Linked DNA regions of Pan troglodytes: region 1 is linked to region 2. Evidence: chromatin contacts called from public HiChIP or PLAC-seq data. All regions are on one chromosome and are shown on one strand. Each heading gives the region's core, a stretch centred on a gene start, on an enhancer-like site or on the middle of the called end of the contact. The rest is flanking DNA. Distances are from core to core; before and after follow the strand shown.

Region 1 (5,646 bases), core at 1,079-3,578, 160 kb before region 2:
AGCCTTTGCAACCTCAGGAGCCTGTTCTACTGACTTCCTCCTGTTCCTCTACTGAGGGGCTACTACACCATCACCCCCATCCAGGCAATACAGGGTCACCCACTCCAAGAGAGACAGCTGTGGAGCAGACACAAACAGTGTGACAGCCTGGCTGGAGTTGACCCTGGATAAATGGGGGAAGAGGGGGCTACTGTCCCTTTCTCACCCTGTCACACACCACTTGCGGGGTGTGTTAGCTCTGCTGCCTGGTCCTTTTTCATGTGGTTTCTGCATGAAAATGACCATAATCACATATCTAGCTTTAAGGTCTCTTCAAGTTGTTTCCATATTCTTTAGTTGATCACAATGACTGACAGTGTGCATTTTATTAGCCGGAAAGCCAAGGCTCAAGATGCTTAAGAAACTTACCTAACAGCAGCCATCCAGAAACCAACACAGCCAGAACCCACCAAAGATCCCAAGTACAAATCCTGAGCTCTTTAAAGTAACTGAGGAGCTGCTCCATAAACAGCAACTTTTGCTGCTCTGCAACACGAGACTGAACCTGCCTTCCCCTACAGCTCTTCTCTCATGATAACTTTTCCACATCATCACATATACATTCAATATTTTAAAGCATAATTCTGTCTGTAGGAGGAAGAACACATTTGAGGCGAGTGTAGTGCTGGAAAGGAGGCAATGTATCATGGCAATTTTAACTAGGTTAAGTGATATACCATTCATCAACATGATAGTGCGGGTAACTGTTTCTTTGTAGGATTATGAAATATCACCTCTTATCTTTTTCCACTTTGCCAGGTAGCTCTTAGCACTATTTCTTTTTTAACCAGTAATTGTGGCTACTCTCTCACCTCTTTCCCATCATGCTCTCCCTCCCAATGAACATTATTATCCCTGTGCCCCACCCTGCCACACTCCAGGGTGCTCCACAATAGAATCTGATACTCTGTATAGACAAGACACCAAACCCACTTATAATGAATTAAACACTTGTGTGAAGTATTTGTATTGTATGGAGAATATACCATGAATATTGAATATCCAAAGCAGCATAGAGGAACAATAGGCAAGTTTACACAGATTGGCTAACTGAAGTGGGCACTAGCAAGGCTGCAAGGCAAGAGACCCATGGAACTGGTGGCAGCTGCCTGGAGGGACAGACACGTGTATTCCTGACGGGGAACCCTGAGTCCTCGGAGCAGGACTCCCAGTACCTGTCCTCACCAGGAAGGCAAAGCATGCCCATTCCTAAGATGGGGTCACAGTGAAAGTTCACAGCTGGCCCTCTTGCCCTCTGCCTGGATAGATTCGCCAGCTGCAAAGCTCAGGGCCAGGCCCCCACCAAAGAAGTTACATACCATAGGCGGTAGAAAAGTCTAGAAGTGGCTAAATTGACAATGCTGGAATGCAAGTCAACACTTACACCATAAGGGAGATTAAAAAGTGAACTTCACCTGTTCTTGCTACTGAGTCCCAGTTCAGGAGGCTTGAGTTTCTAACCTGAGAGAAAGGTGGGACCCAAGTAACCATGCACAGGTGGCCAGGGTGATGGAATAAGCTTTACCAGGTCCCTCCTTGGCGGGAGGGGAAACCGAGAAATGAGACACTCAGGAGAGGGCAGGCTGGGGACAGATTCAGACCATGGCCCTGCCTAGCCTGGGGCCAACTAGAGTGCCCCAGCCGATCTCCACCGCCTGGCCGCCCGACGCTGTCTAAAAAGCCCCTCGGAGCCCAGGAAGGGGAGAGGGCAGCCCTGTAGCCAGGCAGGACTCACCACGTCCATGATCTGCAGGAGGCTCAGGGAGAAGTAGACGGTGAGCGGTTGCGAGTCATTGGCCACGGGCCTCTCTAAGGGATTGTAGTTCTTGACCAGCTCCTTGTAAAGCTTCCTCTGGAACTCGCCTTGCAGGGACACTTAAGGAGAGAAGACCCGGGCAGGGGGCTCAGGGCAGGCCGGCGGGGGTACCCCCGACTCCCTCCTGCCGGCGTCCCCCGCCGCCCACCCGGTGCAGCCCAGACAAGCAGCCCCCGCAGCGCCCCCGCTGCCCCTCCCCGGCGGCGGGGAGATCCCAAACCTGGCCCAGGCGCGGGGCGCACAGAGGCGCCCGGGATGTGCCCGGGATCCCACGGAGGAGTGGAGGGCGGGGAGGCAGTGGCTTTACCGTGCAGGAGCGACGCGGCCAGCGCCAGCCAGACGCCTCCCGGCGAGCAGCGCATGTTGAGTCCTGGAGCTGCAGCGAGCCGGCGCACTCCACGTCTCGGCTGTCGCCCGAGCCCGCGCCTGCGGCCACAGAGGCACCTCGCCGCTCGGCTCGCGCGCCTTTAAGGAGCCGGGCGCGCGCCCCCGCCCCGCCCGCCCCCGCGCGCCTCTCCACGTGACGAGCCCCGCCCCCGCCCCCGTCCCCGCCCCCCCATGCCTCCAGCCCGGGCCAGCGTCTCGGCGGCCACCCAGGGAACTGCAGCCCGAGGTGTGAGCGGGAGGTACTCCCGGCGCTGGGTACGCTCCGGGCACCTCCACCCCCAGTCTCCACCGAGCGGGCTCTCGGCCTCGCGCCTCTGGCCAGGCCAGGGGCTGCCCAAGGCCGGGCTCTACCTCTCCCTTGCGTTCTTTGTCCCCACTCAGCCCGCTCCCGCTCTCAGCCAGAAGCTGCGCTGGGCACTCGGGAGAAAGTCGGGACAATTCTGGGGTCCAGTCTTCCCGGACTCCCTCCTCCACGCCAGCGACCGGGTGGCAGCGATAGAGAACCAGGCTTCGGAAGTCTTGCCAACCAGACAAAACAGACCCGAGGAAGCCCCCCTCCTCCCGCTTTCCGCGAGCCCCGGTTTGCTTTCCGCACCGTTTGCTGGGCGCCAGCAGCCAGACTCTCGGCTGGGATCTGAAGTGCTGGAGGCACCCTGTCGGGGAGGAGAGATGCCGCCAATGTGTGTGATGGGATTCCCAGTGGTTACCCTAATGTATGGCTCATTCTTTTTTAAAGGAGATTAAAAAGATTGAAAAGTTAACTCCTAACTCTTTGCTGGAAGGACAGCCAGAACTTGGTGTTCTTATCTAGGCTCTTTTGAGCCAGCGCATTGGAAAGAGTAAATGAGGAGAGACTCTGAGAGGTCCAGGGAGTGCGGAGAGTTCTTGATGTTGAAGAGGGGGCTTGATTTTGGAAAGAGGAAGGGAGGGAGGAAGGCGCCAAGGGGCGGCTTCCAGGGTGGCTGAAGCTCCATCCCATTTGCTCCCTTCTGCTGAGCACAGCAGCGCCCTGCGTCCGCGTAGGGGGCGCTGCCACCTTCTTTCCTGCAGCCCCCGGGCATCCGAGCTCCACCAGAGCAACTCCCGTGGACCACGCAGCGGCAATGCCTAGGTTTCTGAACTGCCGAAAACCACGGGATTCTTTTAAGACTCCAAGAACTAGGGAAAGGCTCACCAAAAGGTGACTGAGCTTGACTGTACCCCAGTAGCAGGAATGGGGGACTGAGCCCAACTACTTGATTTGGAAGAATAATGCAGTATATTGCCCTTGCCATGAAGTGTCTTGTGTATTACTGTTAATGTACACATGTTTAAACAAATGGTCAGCATAGGCTTTCATAACTGCGGTAAGAGCCTAGAAGAAGGATTAGCTGTTTTTGGAGGGTGGTTAATAGAAGAAGTGACAGCTGAACTGGATTCACCTCAAAGGATAGCAGTCATTCTGCCAGGAGAAAGGGACGCCAGGGGTCCCTGGAGAGCAGACAGGCGTGCCCTTAGCTTCGTCTGGCTCTTGAGTCCCCCTACCACTTCTAGCAGTCCGGACATCACAAAGCAGGCACTTGATGAATTAATTATCTACAGGGGATTAGTTGTTGGTAAAGGGAGAATTAGAAGAAGAGAAATAAAACCCAGTAGCAGAATAGAGAAAGCCCATGAAGCATTAGTGAAAAGATTCTCAGTGGCACATCCCCTACCCTGGTCATGGGACTTTAACAACACTCTTCTACAAGCGCTGAAAGTACCTAAGAGCCCTGTCTTCCCTTCTAGAAGAGCATGAGCCCATGGGGCCAAGGGAATTTATTGATTTTTTTTCTGGAGTATGGCTATCAGGATCACATTCCTGAAACCAGAACTGCTTCCTTACCGCCATTGCACCCCATAATATCAGAAACCTAGAAATAAACCATTTTCAGGTGAGACAAGCAATTCGTAAATATTTATTTGTCCTCTGTTCTCGCTAGGCACCTGGAGGACCTGCAAGCGCAGTCCACTCACTCAGCTTACAACGTAGGACTGCTGGAAGTTGGAAAATAAACTTCAGTCTCCCCTGTGCCATTAGGTAGGTCTGTGAGTTTGGCCGTATTGACTCCCATCTATGGGACTCAGGTTTTTCATTTGTGAAACGAAGAAAAGAGCAGAACATTCTTGGAATAGAGCTGACGGGACTATGTAGGTTCTACACTCACTCCCGTTCCCAAAGCAAAAAAAAAAAAAAAAAAAAAACAGCAAATAAAACATAGCAGGATGTGAATATATGCCTGGGCATACCAAAAATATAGATTCTATGGGTAAGAGGGAAATTTTAACACACTCTCAGGAGGTAAGGTGACCTTGGGCTTGGGGCCTAGGAGAGGTGGGGAACTGGAACTGAGATATTCACATAAATCCAGAAATTGGTGTAATCTCCTTTCCAGTGTAAAAAAGACCAGGAAACCTCAACCATTAGCCAGGGAAGTGGAAGGAAGCATGTTTTCTGCTTGGGCTCCGGATAGGGGGAAAAAGATAATTACACATTTAAAAACCAAAAAGTGCATTAGGCTTAGGTGTGGAGTCCAAATGTGTATTATATGGTTTAGAATTCAAGAATTCCTCTGGAGGAAGATTTAGTAACTTTACACACATGGGACTCCAAAAAATGCCCCCAAATCGCAATATCCATGAAAATAAGTTCAAAATAAAAAATATAAACCATTCAAGGAAACAAACTCTACATCATCCTAGGCCGTCGTCAATTAGGGAAAGTCAGTAGGCAGAGTAAACAGGAAAATGTGTGCCTCACAATTTGAGATAATAGGACACTGAAAAATAAACTATAAAATTTGTGGCCGGGTGCAGTGGCTCACACCTGTAATCCCACCACTTTGGGAGGCTGAGGCAGGTGGATCACCTGAGGTCATGAGTTCGAGACCAACCTGGCCAACGTGGCCAAACCCCGTCTCTACTGAAAATACAAATATTAATCGGGCATGGTGGCAGGCACTTGTAATCCCAGCTACTCGGGAGGCTGAGGCAGGAGAATCGCTTGAACCTGGGAGGCAGAGGTTGTGGTGAGCCCAGATCATGCCATTGCACACTAGCAGGGCAACAGGGCGAGACTCCATCTCAAAATAAATAAATAAATAAAAATAAATAAAATTTGTACGTTTAAAATGGTAAAGCTAGTTATCATAGTGGGTGATGTCCGTTGCAGTGATAATCCTCAATTCTCATTGGCTTACCACAATGAAAGTTTCTTTCTCCCTCACACCACAATCAAAAAGTTCAGATGACTTTGCTGGGTGGCTACCTTCCTCCCCAGGTCTTTCAGATATACAAGATCCTTTCATTAAATGGAGAGTGAATGTAAGACAAAAGCACTATTCAAAGAATAAATTCTGAGAACTTTTCAATATTGACAAAAGAGA
Region 2 (5,649 bases), core at 430-2,929:
ATAAAGTACTTCTATCCAAAATACACAAAGAACTCTTAAAACTCAACCATAAGAAAACAACCTATTTTTTTTTAATGGGCAAAAGATGTGAACAAACATCTCACCAAAGAAGATATACAGGTGCATATGAAAAGTTGCTCCACATAATTTTTCAGTAGAAAATTGAAAATTAACAATGATATAGCACTATATGCCTACTAGAATGTCTAAAATTATAGATGATAGACGGATGGATGGATGGATGGACAGATAGATAGACAGATAAAGATAGCCAATATCAAGTGCTGGTGAGGATGAAGGAAAGGGATTCATATTTGCTGACAGTTATAAAAATGCTATAGCCACTCTAGAAAACTGTTTGGTTCTTATAAAGTTAAACAAATTTACCATAAGATCTAGGAATTGCACTCCTAGATATTTAGTCTACTAATTTAAAAACTTTTGTCCATACAAAACGCTGCATGCAAATGTTTATAGAATGTTTATTCACAGTCGCCAAAAACTGGAAACCACCCAAATATTCTCCAGTGGGTGACTAAACAAAATGTGGTACAAATAATGAGACTCCCCTCAACAATAAAAAGGACTATTACTATACACAATAACATGGATGAATCTCCAAGGTATAATGATGAGGGAATAAAGTCAGTTTCAAAATGTTACATATTGCATAATTCCATGTATACGACACACTCACAAAGACAAAACCGTAGCAATGGAGAACCTATCAGTGGTTACCAAAAGTTAGGGTTGGCGGGGGCGCTGTTATAAAAGGGCAGAACTAGGGAGCTCTTTATTGCGCTAGTGGTTACATGAATCCAAACAAGGGTTCAAGATCACAGGATTATATATCAAATAACCAATTTTACTGAATATCAATTTTAAAAGTCAAATAAATTATTAAACACTATTAAACATATACAATGTTTAATGTCAAGCAAAAAGTCCTAAACTAAAAGTAAAATAATGATTGTTTAGAAGTACACCAGGATGGTATGGGTCATCTGCAATATAACGTCCTGTTTGGGACAAGGAAGCGTGACTACATCTACAGGGTGACGTGAGAAGGGCCCAGAGCAGCGAGCAGGTCTTGCCATCAGGGAGGGGAACCATCTGAAGGGGTGGCGTGAAAAAGTCTTTAGAGGAAGGCAAAAAATGGGAAAAGGTCAGAGAACCTCTTTGGGAGGTAAAAGGACCAGCTTTGGATTAGGCGTGATGCACAGGCCCCAGCGCAGGGCGTAGAAACCGCAGCCTGGACAGCCTGGGTGGGAGAAAGTTTGGGATGTTTAGGAAGGAAGGGTGCGCCAGCCAGGGGGAAGAAACGAGACAGGTGGCCGCAGATGGCGCGAGTCAGGCAGCAGGAAAAGGCAGGCTGTTTAAGCAGCCTTTCCTGCAGTCCAGGCGGAGAGCGCAGAAGGGGCACCCCGAGAGGCAAGCGTGGGAGAGCCGGAGCGGGCTCGCGGGCGCGCGGGCGCTATGCGTCCCCTCCTCGGCTCGCGGCCGCGAGCACGCGCTCTCCGTGCCCGGCCCCGGAGGTGCGGGGGCGGGGCACAGGCGCGGCGCGCGCACGTTCGCGCGGGGCGGGGGCGGGGCGCGAACGCGACCGGTGACGTCAGAGGAGGGCGCGCGCCCGGAGGCAGCAGGCGGAGCCGGGAGGCGGGCGTTGCGCGCGGCCGCGGGCGGAGCGGAGAGGCGCGAGGGGCGGAGCGGAGCGCGGGAGGAGGCGGGGGAGGAGAGGCCACCGGGACCGCGAGCGGCAGCTGGGGAGGGGGCCGCGGAGCCCGAGCGGGAGCAAAACAGCTGATCTGGTTTTCCTTTAAAGCGAGAGAAAATGGAAGTCGGGTAGCGGCGACTGCGGCGCTGCGGGCTGGCGGAGCGGAGCGGCGCGGCGCGGCAGGTAAGACGGCGCTGGCCGCGGTGCTGCCGGCGGGCGGCGGGGCCGGGCCCGCGGACCAGGCAGGTGCGCTCTCCGGGCGCGGGGCCGGCGCCGTCTCCTTCCCGAGCTCCGTGGAGAGGCAGGTGGGCGTTGAGGCCGGGCGACCGCGGGGCCGGGGCGCGGGGACGCGGGGGGCGCGGGCCCCGGCTGGTCTCGCCGGCGCGTCTGCATTGCGGGCTCCGCTCCGGACCCCGCGGGCTCCTGGGCCACCGGCTCCGTCCCGGCGTGGCGCGCCTCTCTCGGGCAGGGCGCGGCGCTCCCGCTGGGTCGGGGCTGCTGCCTCCGCTCAGCTCTTTGGCTGTCCGCACTGGAACGTGATGCCAGGCGTGGGGCGACCGACCCCTCGGTCCGTGCGCGCGCGTCGGGGGTCCCGCGGCTCTTGCAGACGGCCGGGCAGGGCCCGGCCCCGAGCCGCGCGCGAGGCCGCTCGCCGGGCACCGGAGCTGTGACTGCGTGGGTCCCCGCGGCCCGGCGCACCGCCGTCCCGCTCGCTCTGCTGGGTCTCGCTGAACAGCAGGCAAACCATTAAGGCAATTTGGCTGTGAACCCAGAGGCCTTCCCTAGTATCTCCTCACTGGAGGGGAAAAAATTGTATCTGCGGTGCTTTAAGTGCTCCTTTAAATTTGGGAGATGTCAGTGATGTCATCATTAACTAAAACTTTCCTTCATTGGACACAACCGCTCAAGTGTATCCTCCTCCCTCCCGGTGAAGCTATTGCAGCCCTTTGAGAATCTCTGTAATAAAATGGATTTGCCTCTGCTCTGTAAACTCAGCTACCTCACACAAGTGCAAATGACTTTTATTTCTGTCTATTGGCTTGAGAATGTATAGATTTAAGAGTAGCTGAAGGGAAACTTTTGAGACCCCGATCAGGGAAACGCTTCATCCACAGCACAAGGATCCGGGGGAAAGTCATGTATGACATGCACATGGTTACCGCCAGGTGATAGCTTTGTAAATGGAAGTGGGCTGTAAGAGGAACAATTTTTAAAAATATGATGAGGCAGATAATGTGTCCAGGAAAAGGTTGACAGCGGGGCCTAAATCTTTACAGGTCTTAATTGCTTCAAGAAAATCTGCAGATGTCCTTCTTCACCATCCTCCTCCTCCTCCTCCAGGGTGTGCCCGGGAGAAGCCTGCCCTGGGCGAAGGCGGGGAGGCAGGTTCACTAGGGTCCTCCCAGCAGCCGTGTGTCCCACCAGCTTCAAAGGCCTCTTCAAGACCCAAAGAGGGTTCATGAGAACAGAGGTAGATCTGCACGGCACACTCAGTTCTGGATAAACATTCCCCACTAAATGGGATCAACACTCCATTATTTTATTGTGAGTGTGCCATTAGTACCAATTCTTATGGGAACAAAACTAAGCAAGTTCCCAAGGCAATCTGAGTATCTACTCAAGCCTATCATATCGAAAGGATATCCAATAAGGGACAAAAGTATTGACATTTTTGTATTTAATAATTAATGACACCTCCTAATTGGTTAAAATAAGCATGCCTTGAATTGTTAGTGTGATTTTATTGGATCTGTAAGGAATTTAATACCATGTGCCACTCAAAAGTTGGGACCTGGTTAGGAACTTCAATCTCTTGAACCCTGTATTGGTGTGAAAAGAATGGGAAAACAGTGGTTACTTAGGCCTTTAGTGTTCAGGCTGATAATGGGTGGAAATCACCGCTTTACGAAGTATTGCCACGTGCGGGTCTCACTTGGGCCTGGATCATAGATGGCAGGTTTTCCCTTAGAAAGTAACTCCTGAGGCCCCCAAGCTTGGTGGAGAAGGAGAGGGGACACCTTTCTCTGAGCAAGTGTGTGTAATTCTTGGCCTCTGACCTCCTGATGGTCCCGCATTTATTCCCAATGGTGTGCCTAAGTGAGATGAGAAACTGGCTCCAAGTGAGCAGTGAGCTGCTTTTGGATGACACTGCTCCCGCTGTGTGTAGTTGCTTTAGAACTTAACTCTTGAGTTGTGGCAGAGATTCTTCTTTACAACATGTCCTCAATAGTATGAAGATTGGTTTTTCAGGGTCTGCATTGCAAACTCTTTGAAAATGGAGTCTGTGAAATCAATCTGGCCCCGTATCCATCTTTTTGTTTTCACCTGTAGACTCGTGAAAATATTCACCACGTTTATGGTTTAACTCACTGTAGTACTTGTAAAACTTCAAATGCAAGTGTTTCCACTAAATCTTTAGGTATGGGTCACTTATTTCCCCAAAACATTTTAAAACAACCGCTTTAAAGCCTCTTCATCCCGCTTGTATGTTTAGAGTGCTTAAATTTGGGAGTTGTCAGTGACTTCCCAAAAGAGATCACTGTCACATCTTCCGTTTCTAAGAAGTAAAAATTGCCCTGATTTTCTTTCTGTTCCCTCTGGGATATTAAGGTCATTTATTCATGCCTTAGGCCCACGGAAGAAAGGTTGAATCAGCTCTTGTGGGCCAGCAGGGGGCGTGCTAAACGCGGCTTGGCGGGCCTGTGTCAGAGCCACCTTGGGAGTGGATCTCCAAGTTGAGGTGGGTGCATGTGTGTGCGCCGGTGTGCTCCGCCCCCGCCCTCCGCCCCTCCCCCTCCGCTCCCGCATGCCTGTCTTCCAAGAGATGGAAACTTAAGGAAGGGTTGGGGGCACATACTTGAATGACCAGAGGTTGTGGAGTCTGGAATGTAGGCCTCCCTAGCAGAGATTGCTTCAGTGGCTCCATGTCTTTGGAAGGTGGCTCTTAGCACACTTTGAGTCTCAGGATTGAGTGCCTTCTCAGACTGCGGAAGTGAGTGTTAGTTTGGAGAGGAGAAAGTTGACTTCAGTGAACTACAGGCTGGTGTCCTGGTCATGGCGTGAATGTGCCAGCCAGGGCAACCCCGTGGAAATCCTCTCCTGCACACCCTTGATGTTTGCTCCTGGCTTTGACTCCCGATTGACTTAGGCCCTGGGACCCTGTGTGGTGGTACTTCCCAGAGGGGCCTATTTGACCCCTTGCACTGAATTATAGGTGGCGGATGTCCACTTAGGAAGTAACTCCTGTGGCCCCCAAGCCTGGTAGAGGAGGGAAGGGGCACTTTGCTCTGAGCAAGCTGTGTGCAAGTCATGGCCTCTGACCTTCTGATGGTGCCACATTTATTTCCATGACGTGCCTAAATGAGATGGGAAGGGCTCTTGGACTCAAAATTTCTCTGATGAAAAACGTTTCGTTACTGTGCTTTTATTTTTCCCTATAAAATGAAAACAAGAAAAAAAAAGGCAACTGTGCTTTTTCACTTAAAATGTGCTTTATCTGATTTTAAGTGTGTGCCAGGTTATTCAACCACATGTTCCCTGGGAGACTTTTCCTCGCAGGGACTGAACTCAGAGAGGCCAGCTTGTGCTCCAGGGCTATTTTGGTGAGTTGGGATGGGTGTTTCCCATGCTTAGATGGTCATTGCAGCATCTGGGTGTGTTACTGAAGACCAAAGACTCCTCTCTCCTACTGAGGTTCCTCATGGAGGCCCCATGCGAAAGGGAACATCACACTTTAAAAGGAAAGAAGTTTCACAGATGCCCTACTAGAGAACTAGCCCAGTGCTATGACTGGGCATTTCTTTATGCTTCTCATTCCATTTAAATTGTGTGGAAAACTGAACTACTGATTTCAAGGGGGCAAATGGGAATAACATGTTTTTCAGCTTTAGTGAATCAGGCTCTTCACCTTGATTGAACACTGTAAATGGTTAAAG

Evidence for each region. HiChIP or PLAC-seq counts read pairs in DNA pulled down with a chosen protein or histone mark.
Region 1: a contact with region 2 is called in an H3K4me3 HiChIP or PLAC-seq map of stem cell-derived excitatory neurons, with 2.8 times the contacts expected there. The contact joins the promoter of CHRNA7 here to the promoter of OTUD7A in region 2. A contact is called at or near these places in 1 of 7 Hi-C or Micro-C datasets (stem cell-derived neural progenitor cells) and 1 of 1 datasets of contacts at active chromatin or transcription factors (stem cell-derived excitatory neurons).

What each region holds. Positions count from the first base shown.
Region 1 is chr16:23,982,589-23,988,234 of NHGRI_mPanTro3-v2.0_pri, reverse strand. CHRNA7 (cholinergic receptor nicotinic alpha 7 subunit) reads right to left here and starts at 2,328. Exons shown (of 9, transcript XM_016927864.3): 1 at 2,163-2,328; 2 at 1,775-1,914. The coding sequence starts at 2,217.
Region 2 is chr16:23,817,434-23,823,082 of NHGRI_mPanTro3-v2.0_pri, reverse strand. OTUD7A (OTU deubiquitinase 7A) reads left to right here and starts at 1,679. Exons shown (of 13, transcript XM_016927863.4): 1 at 1,679-1,897. It also overlaps the pseudogene LOC134808440.